Regions from separate parts of the Mus musculus genome. Here all the other regions are linked to region 2. Evidence: chromatin contacts called from public HiCAR-type, HiChIP or PLAC-seq and promoter capture Hi-C data. All regions are on one chromosome and are shown on one strand. Each heading gives the region's core, a stretch centred on a gene start, on an enhancer-like site or on the middle of the called end of the contact. The rest is flanking DNA. Distances are from core to core; before and after follow the strand shown. Region 1 holds the start of Tle6 (transducin-like enhancer of split 6). Region 2 holds the start of Zfp938 (zinc finger protein 938). Region 3 holds the start of Sirt6 (sirtuin 6). Region 4 holds the start of Gna11 (guanine nucleotide binding protein, alpha 11).

What was found. Promoter capture Hi-C pulls out the DNA fragments that hold promoters and counts their contacts. HiCAR-type assays count read pairs that join an accessible place to other places. HiChIP or PLAC-seq counts read pairs in DNA pulled down with a chosen protein or histone mark.
Region 1: a promoter capture Hi-C map of neural stem cells shows a contact between it and region 2. The contact joins the promoter of Tle6 here to the promoter of Zfp938 in region 2. A contact is called at or near these places in 6 of 39 promoter capture datasets (the C10 cell line, the HPC-7 cell line, cranial neural crest and 3 more), 2 of 484 Hi-C or Micro-C datasets (Sertoli cells and Th1 cells) and 3 of 115 datasets of contacts at active chromatin or transcription factors (astrocytes, embryonic stem cells and pancreatic cancer cells).
Region 3: an H3K4me3 HiChIP or PLAC-seq map of stem cell-derived neural progenitor cells shows a contact between it and region 2, with 4 times the contacts expected there. The contact joins the promoter of Sirt6 here to the promoter of Zfp938 in region 2. A contact is called at or near these places in 7 of 39 promoter capture datasets (the HPC-7 cell line, HPC-7-derived erythroid cells, cranial neural crest and 4 more), 1 of 484 Hi-C or Micro-C datasets (liver), 3 of 115 datasets of contacts at active chromatin or transcription factors (extraembryonic endoderm stem cells, large pre-B cells and stem cell-derived neural progenitor cells) and 1 of 9 other capture datasets (liver).
Region 4: a contact with region 2 is called in a HiCAR-type map of astrocytes, with 2.6 times the contacts expected there. The contact joins the promoter of Gna11 here to the promoter of Zfp938 in region 2. A contact is called at or near these places in 1 of 484 Hi-C or Micro-C datasets (B cells) and 2 of 115 datasets of contacts at active chromatin or transcription factors (astrocytes and stem cell-derived neural progenitor cells).

Annotation. Positions count from the first base shown.
Region 1 is chr10:81,599,269-81,602,364 of GRCm38.p6, forward strand. Tle6 (transducin-like enhancer of split 6) reads right to left here and starts at 1,632. Exons shown (of 14, transcript NM_053254.2): 1 at 1,530-1,632; 2 at 767-847. The coding sequence starts at 811. It overlaps Gm32024 (a long non-coding RNA gene), which reads left to right. Exons shown (of 3, transcript XR_003949022.1): 3 at 1-102.
Region 2 is chr10:82,239,567-82,242,698 of GRCm38.p6, forward strand. Zfp938 (zinc finger protein 938) reads right to left here and starts at 1,709. Exons shown (of 4, transcript NM_001105557.2): 1 at 1,605-1,709. The coding sequence starts at 1,607.
Region 3 is chr10:81,626,242-81,629,294 of GRCm38.p6, forward strand. It overlaps Sirt6 (sirtuin 6), which reads right to left and starts at 1,325. Exons shown (of 8, transcript NM_181586.4): 1 at 1,231-1,325; 2 at 249-376. The coding sequence starts at 1,296. It also overlaps a transcript of Ankrd24 not described here.
Region 4 is chr10:81,543,583-81,546,567 of GRCm38.p6, forward strand. Gna11 (guanine nucleotide binding protein, alpha 11) reads right to left here and starts at 1,580. Exons shown (of 7, transcript NM_010301.4): 1 at 1,210-1,580. The coding sequence starts at 1,345.

The DNA.
Region 1 (3,096 bases), core at 382-2,881, 640 kb before region 2:
AACAGTGGTTCCCAATCTTCCTAATGCTGCGACCCTTTAGTACAGTTCCTCATGTTGTGGTGACCTCCAACCAAAACATTACTTTTGTTCCTATAACCGTAACATTACTAGCGTTATGAATGCAAAAAGCTGACATTCAGGGTATGGAACCACCAAAGGGTCACGACCCACAGGTTGAGAACCACTGCCCTACAGTCAATTTAGTACACAGACTTCTGATATTACCTTAACTTTTAGAGAAACAAGGAAGGAAAAGAAGGGGAAAGGAGGAGGGAGGAGATATAACTCCTCCCCCAAAGGGTCTATGTAGCCGATTGTTCTGGAATTACCTAGAGCTGGCTGTCCTTGAACTAAAAGATCCACCTGCCTCAGCCTCCCAAGTGTGGATTAAAGCTGGGCAACGATCTTTAATCCCAATATAGTGTTAACACATGGAACTAAAGAGCCACTTGCTAGGAGAGGCTCAGCCCTGACCACACCAGGTGAACACCTAGTGTTAATAATCACCACTTGATTGACATTGGGAAAATGTGGGCCCGGTCTGGTCTATGGGGGTTTTCACCTGCGCTGTCAGGGGTCACAGGTGCAGGCACTGAGGGGCTCAGGCTGGGGTGCAGGCCTTTCATCTTAGCTAGGTAGGCAGGATTGCATGAGCTCCCGGTGCGGGGTGGGGGTGGGGGGGGCAGAGAGAACTAGTCTCCAAAACCCCAAACACAGTAGGAAGAGAGGAAGCTAACTGTGCCCCTCACCACCATTTCTCTCTCACCAAAATTCCACCAAAGGTGTCACTGCTCTGTCTGTGGGAAGTCATCTAGAAGATTCTTGAGGTCACAAATCTGATTAAGTCCTATAAGAACAGGTATAGGTTTTTAGAAGGCAGAAAAGCCGACTCCCACCCCCATCCCCGTAGCCTCTTCATCATCTGGACCCAGCTGGGGAGGAAGCCCCTTCCCCATCCCCATGTCTTCTGCGCTCCCTTTCCCCAAGACCCGGCTTTACTACTACTACTAAGGTTTCAGACACACACCCCCAGCTAAGGGCCTCATTAGTATCTCTTCAGATACCAAGAATAGAGAACCAGGCACCTCCAACTCCCTAGCGGGATCAGCCAGAAATGTGGCTAGTCGTGGACCGTTTGCCAGGCAGGCCGGGCACACGCCTTTAATCCCAGCATTTAGGAGGCAGAAGCAGGCAGATTTCTGAGTTCGAGGCCAGCCTGGTCTACAAAGTGAGTTCCAGGACAGCCAGGAACCAATAAGCCAAAAAACCAAAACAAACCAAAACAAAAAAAGTTTTCCAGGCGTACTAGTTAAGCCTGCATGTGGTGCAAATATATACGCTCAGGCACACACTTAAAACATTTTTCAAAAAAGAATAAAGGAGACAAGAGAAACGACACTTGGTTCACTCCCAAATCACTCAACCTAGGTAAACTCCCCGCTGAAGTCGGTTTTGTGAGGGTCCACACCCCTCCCTCGGGCTCCCTCTTCTCCCGACCCGCCCGCAGGAAGCGGGCTGCCCTCACGCACCACCTCTGAGGTTAGGGAGGCCCCAGGGATCCCAGAGGAAGCCTCTGAGGTCAGCCAGGGTCAGGCCAGGAGGAAGCCCCTCCTGCTGGGCCCCGGGCCATTTGACCCCTCTCACCCCGCCCCTCCAGCCTAGGCCACGCCCTACTAGGCCACACCCACACACCACGCCCCCTGCACCCACCGAGGGAAGCGTGTATCAGGGCCCAGGCCACGGTGCACGTGGGCCCCGGACTCAGCGAACCGCCCCTGCAGGCCCTGACCAATCAGAAGGCGGCGAGCCCACGTGGGCTGCGAGCCAGAATGCTCATTGCTCAGTTTGTGGCCGTGCTGTCAATCACGGAGTTCCTGCTTCGGCTTAACCCTCGCGTTCCAGGTGTGGCGATTCGGGAGCTGGGAGAATTTCAGAGTGTTTGGTGAAAAGTCTGATTATTTGGGGCATTCGAGACGGATCAGCAGGTGAAGGTGATTGCGGCCTAGACGTTTGATCCGAACTCGATCCCTGGGATCCACAGGGTGGACCACGAACTCACAACTCACTCTTGCACGTACACACACACACACACCCCACACACACTTTTCTTTTAAATCTTACTGAAACAGGAGAATCAGGATTCATCCTGGCTGGCCCGCATGTGCCCTGGGCCCTACCCCCAGCACCACTTGAAGACACCTTCATTATCCCAGCACTGGGGAGGTAAAAGTAGGAGGGTTAGGAGTTCGAGGTCGTCCTGAGTTAGATAGCAAATTCCAGGTTAGCTTGGAGTACAGGAGACTGTCTCAAATGAGAGAGAAAGGAAAGACATCGGGCACAAAGCCACACAAGCCCAGACCCCCATATTCAAGGACAGGAAGTGAAGCAGAACCCTGAGCTCCCTGCAAGGCTCAGCCCCCATCCCTGGCCCTGGATGGAGGATCCTGGAGTAAGCTGAGGATGGCCTGGGTTAGAGTGGACTCTCTGGACCTCCCTAGCCTCACTCCTACGTCCACTCCAGCCACAGATGGGGGATGTGAAATTAAACCACAGTCACCACTTTGGACTCGGAGGCAGGGGCAGTGACGGTGAGTTTGGGGCCAGCCTGGTTTCCATAGTACAAGCAGGTGTAAAACAGAAAGGGCTGTGAGAGGGCTTAGTGGGTAAAGCCCATTGCTGCTCAGCTTGAGTTTGATCCCTGCGACCCACACAGTAGAAGGTGAGAATGTGTTCTAATTCCCAAGAAGTGTCCTCTTGCACCCACATACCACACATGAACAAGTGATTGCAACTCAATTAGGCCTCTGTCACAGCAACTTTTCCTTCATTGAAAAGTATTTAAGGGACTGGAGAGATGGCTCAGCAGTTAAGAGCACTGGCTGATCTTCTAGAGGATCCAGGCTCAATTCCCAGCAACCACACGGTGGCTCACAACCATCTATAATGCGATCTGAAGCCCTCTTCTGACTTATAGAGCACTCACATATATTAAATAAATAAATCTCTTTTTTTTGTTTTTTGTTTTTTCGAGACAGGGTTTCTCTGTATAGCCCTGGCTGTCCTGGAACTCACTTTGTAGACCAGGCTGGCCTCGTT
Region 2 (3,132 bases), core at 459-2,958:
AGAGCTAATGCTATTAAAATGTTTCTATTAAAACAACAGTTAGAGTCCCTTACAGAAATGATCCTACAAAATTGAAAAGGCTTCAACTTACTTCTTCTGACAGAAAAGAAATTATGTCTGGCTTTGGGGAAAAACCCCTATTGTTTCTATGCTATTTAACCAGAACTAATTTAAGAATTACTGCCATGGTTAGGGATAAAATTGATACTTGTCTCCATTTTCTTGGTCCTCTGGCTAACTACTCTGCTTTTGGCACTGACTGAGCCTTTAATTTTCATTCTGATTGGATTAACAGTGGGGTCCTACATCTTAAACTAAAATAGGATGAAATCATGATTTGACACATTCACTAAGACCAGTGGGGAATGTAACAAGGGCCCTGACTCTATGATGACAGTACCATTCAAGCTGTAACTTCAACACAGAGACAGTACCATCTGCCAACAAAAAAACACAAAGGCCTAGTCCATCAAAGTCCAAAGTTATGGGATAGTCTCTACATGTACTACCTTACTCATGTTGTCAACATGGTTTTTTGTGCTTAAAAGCTCCTCATGAAAAAGGCTCAGGGGTATACTGGGATGGACTTGCCTTAGCAGGGAGCTGAGCTAAACCTTGACTAGAAAGTAATTATGTGGTTTCCTGCCATCTTGGCTCTTATATCACTATCATATGGATTTTAAGCTATGGATCCATAGACCCAATGAAAAGTCTAACAATTTAAGCTATCAACAACAGAAAGCAGATGAGAAACAGTATTCAGTACTCATGAATGAAAATTGGTTAACAAAAGATTGAATATATACAGTACACACAGTGACATTCTCTGACTTCAATTGTCAAATACAACTGCAATAAGGGCTATATTGTAGCTAAGCAGTGGTGGCCCACACCTTTAATCCCAGCCCTTGGGAAGGAGAGGCACATTTGTACTTCTGTGAGTTCCAGGCCAGCCTAGTCTACACAGAGAAATCCTGCTTCAAAACAAAACAAAACAAAACACAAACAAAACCCCCATACACAAGCAACCAACCAAACCAAGCAAACAATCTAATAAAAAACAACTTCCTGGGGAAGAATAGAAAGATCGACAAAATATGAGAAGGAAAAAACCCACACCATTAAAATTGTGTCAATTTTGACAACTTAGGCAGGGGAACACAGTGAGTCTGGCCTTACTAACACACGTGACTGGACCACCGTGGCATCCACATGCGAATGTGTTAATGACACAGACCTTACACTGCGCACAGTTAACTGCGATGGATGCTACACCCGAATGTCACGTGCCTGGTGCAGAACTTTAGAGGGCACAGAGAAACTAGAGCTCTGCCTGTCAGAAAATCTGCCTTTCCTGGAGACGGTAAAAGCAAGTGAGGCGCTCACTGCATGGTGACGTCAGCATCAGGGATGTTTTCCCACAAGGGCTCCGAGCTCCCCATAGTCGGAGCAGGGGGTGGAACTCAAGGAGGTCATTCAGGGAGGTGCAGGGAACTCAAGTGAACAAACAGAGAAACACCTGACGCTGATTCCCCGCAGCCCCTGGACAAACACCACAGGGGCCCCGCGGATCCGCCCCGCATTTGGACAGCGATCCAGCTCACCATGGCGCAGGCTGCAAACTCGCACAACTCTCCTCCCAGCTCCCGGCAACAGATCACATCAAAGCACACGGAATCACAGCCGACTTCCACAGAGCCTCAGCCAAGACTGCAGTATGGCGGACCGGAAGTGCTCTCCCCATTCTAACTGCTCGGTCCATCTGGAGTCCCTGATTGGCTAGTGAGGCTTGAGTGACAGGAACAGCTCCCACAGTGACAGATTGCACTGATGTTTCCAGCCCTGGCTTCCACCTCAGGCACAGAACTGCCCCAGACCTGAGGAGTTTGGCACTGCAGTAGAACTTGAGCCTGAACTGCAAAGTTGTCCCCACATTTTTCCTACACTCAGTAGACACTCTTCCTTCGAGTAGGCACAGGAGAGGGTCTCTAGCTTGCAATGACCATTAAACAATGTACAGGGGGTGAACCCACTGCTTCACAGCTATATGGGCGCCCAGCCCGTCCAAGTCGAACTTAAACTACCTAATTGATACGCACCATTCAGGCATTAGCAATTACAGTAATGTTGCTCACATTTCTCTCCACTGCACATTAGTAGCCAAAAGATTAACTTTCCCAGCCTTTTGTGGTGACACTGGCCTATCATGTCAGCATTTGGGAGGTGAAAGCTGGATATAAAAACATTTACGTCTGGTCTACAGAGTGAGTTTCAGAACAGTCAGGAAAAACCAAAACAAGCAAACAAATAAAATGCAAGAAACTTGATTTATGGCACCAAATGCAAACAATTAGGCTTCCCAAACAGGAGGTGACCAGGGTCAGATGATAGATATAGACAGTTTGAGATTAGCATGTCTTGCATAACACAATGGCTCATGTTAACCGAGTTTGTTAAGATGTACTGCTCAGGCAGATTATTTGTACATTATCTCCAAGGCATTTCTTTTACATTAAGCAACTAACTCTACTCTGAGTTGGCAAAGAAAAGAAAATCAAGGAAGACAGAAAGCAAAGACATTTGTGATGAAAGGAGTAAGAATCATGAAAAGAGGACCTGTCCAGTAACACCCTTTGCAGGATGTGTCAAGGTCTGTCTTTCTGTACAGACTTTGCCTCAGGCCTGCTCAGGCTGTGCTTACACAGAATCCAGACTGGAGACTGGAATTATTTACTGTGTGCTCTTCTTACCTATAAGGATCTGGGACCTAGAAGGCTGGTCATCACACATCTGGGCAGTGACTCCCATTGGGACTAAGGTGCTAGATGTCATGTATGTGTCCACAACATTGCTGTTCTGTACCTATGACACTTGCTTATGCTACTGGGATGACCACACAGGTTCTGGGTAAATGACAACCACACATGAAAAACCCCCTACTCTGGTGTGTGTGTGTGTGTGTGTGTGTGTGTGTGTGTGTGTGCATGGTACAGGCCACAAGGCCCTTGCCTGCATGCCTTCCATCTGACAGACCTTACTCTTGGTGGTGGATTTCACCACCAAGCATCATTATCATGCTGTCTTACAACCTCCGTATTCTGGACTTTTAAAATTCAGTGCAGGCCACCACTT
Region 3 (3,053 bases), core at 75-2,574, 610 kb before region 2:
ACTCCACAACATTGAGTCATTCTGACCCTAGAAAACCCAGTGGCTGGCCGAGCTGCATGAATACATTTCCCAGCATGCCTTGCAGCTACTACATTATGTGGGCATGCTCTGATCCTTGGGCAAGTGGAGTTTTTGCTGGGCCTTTCAGAGACATAGGAAAACTGAAAGGTCCTTCTGCCACCTCACCTTAGTCCCTAGAGGTGTATCAGCAAGAGCCCTGCCTCAGTTTCCCCTCATTGTTCACCGACCTGAAGTCGGGGATGCCAGAGGCGGTGCTGATGCCGGCGCCCGTGTGGAAAACCACGCTGGAGGACTGCCACATTAGCCGGGCCAGCTCCCACACCTTGCGTTCCAGCTCCTCTGGTGGGTCGAAGATCTGTAGGGTCAGAGGGCAGGAGGAGGCAACACGTGACCTCCCAAGTGGCAGGCCTCCTGTGGGTCAATGCTCTGTCTGCCCCTTCTCAACATCCCTCAGTTCCAGCCACACTCTTAACACATCGCTGTGTCCTACCCCAGGGCCTTTGCACATGCCGAGCCCTCTTCCCAGAGTGCTGTTCCTGCAGGCAGCCACTCCTTTGTCCTGGTCTGGTTGTGGCCCACGTGACCTCCCCACTGACGTCATCCCCCATCCTGGACTTTAGATAACCCACCTCTCTCCCCTAAATCAAGATGCAGCTCTACTTGTCTAGGGGCTCCGTTAACATGAGGCAGGCAGGGCATGGTGTCGCAGGCCTTTAACACCAGTACTCGGGAGGCAGAGGCAGGAAGATTCCTGTGAGTTCGGGGCCAGCCTGGGCTACAAAGAGAGAACCCTCCACCCTACTACACCCCTTCAGAAACAACAAAGACTGACAGCCCCACACTCAGGATCCATCTGGCCCAGATTCAGGGAGGAGTACAGAGTGGGGTACAGGGATGCCCCCAGGAAAGGGTGCCAGCTTCCGGCCCTGCAGATCTTCCCACAGCTCCAGGTTTTCCCTGACAATTAAGACGTCCACTCCCTGACCTGACGATTTGGTCTCGTTCCCATTAGCCCCTCACTCCTTCCCTGACCCAGGTTCCTCCGTGTCACCCAGCCTGAGCAGTGGGTGTCACTTCCCGCCCCCTCCTTCCAGGGAAGTCCCTCCCATTGTCTAGACTCTATGTTTCATGCTGTTCCCACAATGCCCCGCTTCGCCCGGCCGCTCCCCGTCTGGGGTCATTCGGTGACTCGAACACTGCAGCTCTCACCTCGGGCAGCCCGCACTTGCCCTTATCCGCGTAAGGCGACAACCCTGCTGCATAATTCACCGACATCGTCGCCGGCGCTGCCGCACGGGAACAATAAAGTTTCCCTTGTTGAGGCCGCTTCCGCCGGAAGTGGTGAAGGGACGGTCGGGAAAGAGTAGCCGCCTTCCCTAGATACGTGCCTGAGGGTGGGGTGGGTACGTGGAGGTGAAAAACAGCATTCTTTCCAGAGCGCATGCGCCCTCCTGATGCAGCAAGCTTAGTCTTCAGTGCTGGCCGAGACTACCTCTCTGACTTAGTGGATTCCCCAGTCCTGGGATCCGCGACCAGAGCCAGAAAAGTGATGAGGCCACTCACAGGAGTCGAGGCAGGGGGATTGCGAGTCCCAGACCAACTCCCTGTTTCAAAAGAGACAACATCAGCAAAACCCAGAAATGAAACCAAACAAAGCAAAACAAAAATCCACAGTTCTCAGTGTGTAGAGCCCTGCCCGGAGTGCTTATAGCACTGGCAGGAGGGGACAGAAAGTTCGAAGCCACGCTAGGCTACATGATACCCTAACCTTTGTGACTGTCATCCAGGGTCTGCCTGACTCTGGCTACAGGAGAGAATGAATGGAAAACTGGGGTTCTTGGGCAGAGGAAAGACCTCTGGGCCCCCTGCCAACATTTCCTGGGTTAGTTTCTGGAGTGCACCTCCCGGAATATCACAGAGCATAGGGTTAGGTCCACAGAACTGGGCGAGTTCCACGTGTTACCCAGAGGTGCCCAGAGATGCAAGGAGAGAGGTGAAGAGCCCTGCTTCCGTGGCCATCTAGAGATGGGAGGCACTATCTGACCATTCTGCCTGTTGGTAATCAACAGACACAGGAGCCATGTGATGGGTCAATGGCAGCATATAACAACCGAAGCCTCCTGATCCCCGTGGAGACCCCAAGAAAGGCTTCGAGGAGGCAGGAGCACACAAGGAGGTGGGAGAGGCCGTCCTTGGGGCTGCCCATCTGAGCAAGCTGGCTAACAGCAGCTTGTCTCCTCCCTTGGCTCATCCGTCCCCCGCTCCCCCACCCCAACCTGATCGGGTGTCACCTCTACTCTGCTGCTGGTGGCTCGCAGCTGGAGCGGGTAACCAGAGAGGCTGCTTGGACGCTGGGTTCCGGTCTGGAGTCGCCTGAGGTAGGGGGATGTGGGTGAGGGAGGCCAGGGAAGTCTGGGTGCTGGTGAGGGGTGCTACCTGCAACAGTATGAACACACGCATCTGCACACTTGTGACAGGTGCACACATCCCACGCGGGAGCCAAGGCCCAGGCCCAGTGCGCAGCGTCACCTGTGCTGTGTCACCTCTTCAGAAGGCAAACCCTTAAATCCACAGGCCTTCCCTGCCACCTTGCCGTGGCGATTTCCTTCAGACTGGTAGCATGTGGACAACTCTTTTGGGTGTTTTGTCACCCACCCTTGGTGGTAGGTGTGGGGTGAAAGTGAACCTGATTAGTAGAGGAGGTGGGATCAGTGAATGGATGGATGGATGGGTAGATGGGTGGGTGGATGGGTGAGTGGGTAGATGGGTGGGTGGATGGGTGGGTGGATGGGTGAGTGGGTAGGTGGGTGGGTGGATGGGTGAGTGGGTAGATGGGTGGGTGGATGGGTGGGTGGGTAGATGGGTGGGTGGATGGATGGATGGATGGGTGGGTGGATGGGTAGATGGATGGGTGGGTGGAACTGCCCTAAATAGTGACAGTTTTGACCAGACTTTCTTGCAAAACACTGACTTTCCAGTGTGTCTCCCCCTGTAGCTCCATTACATATGAACCCAGGTTAGAGGTACAGGAG
Region 4 (2,985 bases), core at 330-2,829, 700 kb before region 2:
AGTATCACTGCCCTCCACCCCTCCTAGTCAAAGGCTCCCCACAGTCCTTTCCTCAGGTTCTCCAAGGCCACCCTTTGTCCTGGGTCCCCATTCTTGAACTGCATGTAGCTCATCTGGGATCTGGGAGGGGCAGGCAGAGCTCCCCAGTCTGTTTTGTAAACCCCCACAGGGCCCAGGCTACCCTGTCCTCATTTTGGGCTCTTATTTGGGGTGACAACAAGAGGACCTGGGCTCCCTGGCTCCCAGCAACAGGTGGGCCTTGAGGAGTCAGAACCCCAGGAAGTGACAGACACACATTGAGCTTCCCTGGGGTGGGTGGGGTGTGGAGAGGACAAGACTGGACCCCCAGGAGGCAGGACAGGGCCAGGGAGGCTGCAAGGCTGACTGCTGTCAACCTACTGGGTTCCGGCACAACAGAAGCCCAAAGAAGAAAAGCCACCCACTCCAATGTGGAGGAATTCAGAGGATCTATGGAAAAGAGAGGGAGACTGAGGAGTACCCACGAAAGCAACAAGCCAGAAGCAAAGCAGGACCATTTGGGTGTATAGTCCTTGGAGGTAGAGAGGAGGGTGCAACCCTTTGGGAACTGTCTTGGGGAGTCTGTAATCCAAAGGGGCATCATGAGAGCAAGACAGCTTACAGGGCTCACCGGAGGCTATGTGGGGACAATGGAAAGGAGAGAGCCTACTTGGTGCGGCAGGGCCAAGGGCCACCTCCGTGCAAGAATTCTCAGGAGCGACAGAAAGCAAGTCTCCCAGGGTCCTGGGGCCCAATGTGGCCAGCAGATGCAAAATCTCACCACAGATATCAGAGGCAGGAGGCTGACCCCGAATGAATCTAAGGCCTGGATAACAGAAAGGCTGGCCACAAAGGGTCGCACAGGCTGAGCCCAGGGGACCACACGGGAGAAGCTGGCCACCACAGGCCCAAGCCACCTGCACTGCTCAGGGTGCAGCGATCCCGGAAGGGCTGACCGCTGCAGGGCAGCGCTGACTAGTTGCCCCGAGGACATCCGAGGTGGCCCGACAGGCCGTGGGCAGCGGTCTGAAGGGGTCGCACCCGACTGTCACCGCGCGCTACTCGCCGGGGACCAGAGACCGCGGCGGCTGCAGCACCCTGCGCGCGCGGAGACCCCGGCAAGGCCCGGATGCCCCGTGCACCCACCCGGTCCCCGTGACAGAGGTCCCACGGCACGGGCACGCAGCTCACCAAGTAGCAGCAGCTTGAGCTCGCGCCGGGCGTCGCGCTTGTCCCGCCGCAGCTGTTTCTCGATCTCCGCGTTGATGCGCTTCGACTCCTTCACCTCGTCGCTCAGGCAACACGCCATCATGGACTCCAGAGTCATCGTCGCGGTCCTCCGGCTGCCGCCGGCCCGGCCCTACCTCTTCCCGGTTCCCCGAAGGCCACGGCCCGGCCCCAGAGGCGCGTCCACCGTCCGCGCCGTGCAGCGCAGCCGCCGCCGCCGCCGCTACCCGCAGCCGTCGCCACCGAGCGCCGGCGCCCGAGGACCTGAAGCGCTGCCACGGGCCCCGGGACGGGCAGGCGGCGCGGCCAATGGGAGGGGCCGCACGGCTGCGCGCGCGCGCGCGCCGCAGGGACAGGACTTTAGGATCGCCTGGGGGCGGGGCCTCGCCGCTCGGGGGCGGGGTCTGGAGGGCGCAGCGCAAGCGCGCGTGGGGTTGCGTCGACGTGGGAAGGGGTTGAACGGTTCGCGGCTGGGCGCGGACGCCGAGGATTGTGGGAATGGGGAGGACTCGGAAGCCCGAGCTCGGTTCCTTTCGGGAGGCGAAGCGAGGCTCGGCTCGGGGAGGCGCCGCTCGGCTACACTCGGCTCCTCTCGGCTCGGGCAGGCGCCGCTCGGCTGCGCTCGGCTTCTCTCGGCTCCCCGAGGCTGTGCTGAGAGCGCCAAGAGAGAGGCTGCAGTTCTCTGGAGCGAGGCCGTCACCGCCTGCGGATGTGAGAAAACGCCCTGACCGGCTCGCTCATCCATTCCTAAGCAGGCCTATCGTGTGCCAGGCAGAAATTCATGCCCTACTGTGTACAGTACATTCATGCAGCACTCGTTAAATACCACACAGGTCACAAGTATGAACACAATGCTTGCTGTAGAGTATACACTGATGCGGCAGCCTGTGGTAGCTCAGGCATTAATATCACATCTACTGTATACCAAGCCTTAAGGAAACACGCATATGTAACTGCCACATTCAATATAGGGTATACAAACCAAGTGTTTTTCACATATACAACGTATGCCAAATATGAATGCTGTGCCTGCCGTATACCACATATTGTATATAGCTCCTACTGTGTACTATGTGCTGATGCAGCACAGTACCTCCTATTAATATGCTGCCTGATTTCATATATATATGTGTGTGTATATATATATATATACATATATACATATGTCATATATGTGTGTATATGTACATATGTGTGTATATATACATACACATATATGTATATATGTATATGTGTGTATATATATACACACGCACACACACACACACATACATACATATATACTGTCAACCAGGCTTACTGGCAGGTGAAGAATAAGCATTATTAACAGTCTGCCTGCTGTATACCAAGCACCAATTTACGCTGTTGTTGTGCATGTGAACGCCCATGAATGTGGTTTGCATGTGCTGGAGTGGAACCCACCCCACCCCCGCCCCCCGCATGTACCAGGCAGGTAAGTTCCCTGTTGGTGGGTCAATCTGAGTCCCCCAAGTGTAAACTAACTCACAAACCTGAGAAGTGTTTTCTACCTTCCAGAAAGAGGCATGCGTACCCAGTCAGCACTCAATCAGGGCATGTGTCAATAATAAGAGACTACAAAGAACTTGAAAGTCAGGCCTGTGCTGCATGCGTTCCTGTCCCAGTCCCTGCCTGATTGCCCAGCCTTGAGATAAGACGGCAAGGGGAGGGTCAAAGTCTTCATTTACTAGCTGATTGGGGTTGTGGGGAGATTATTCCTCT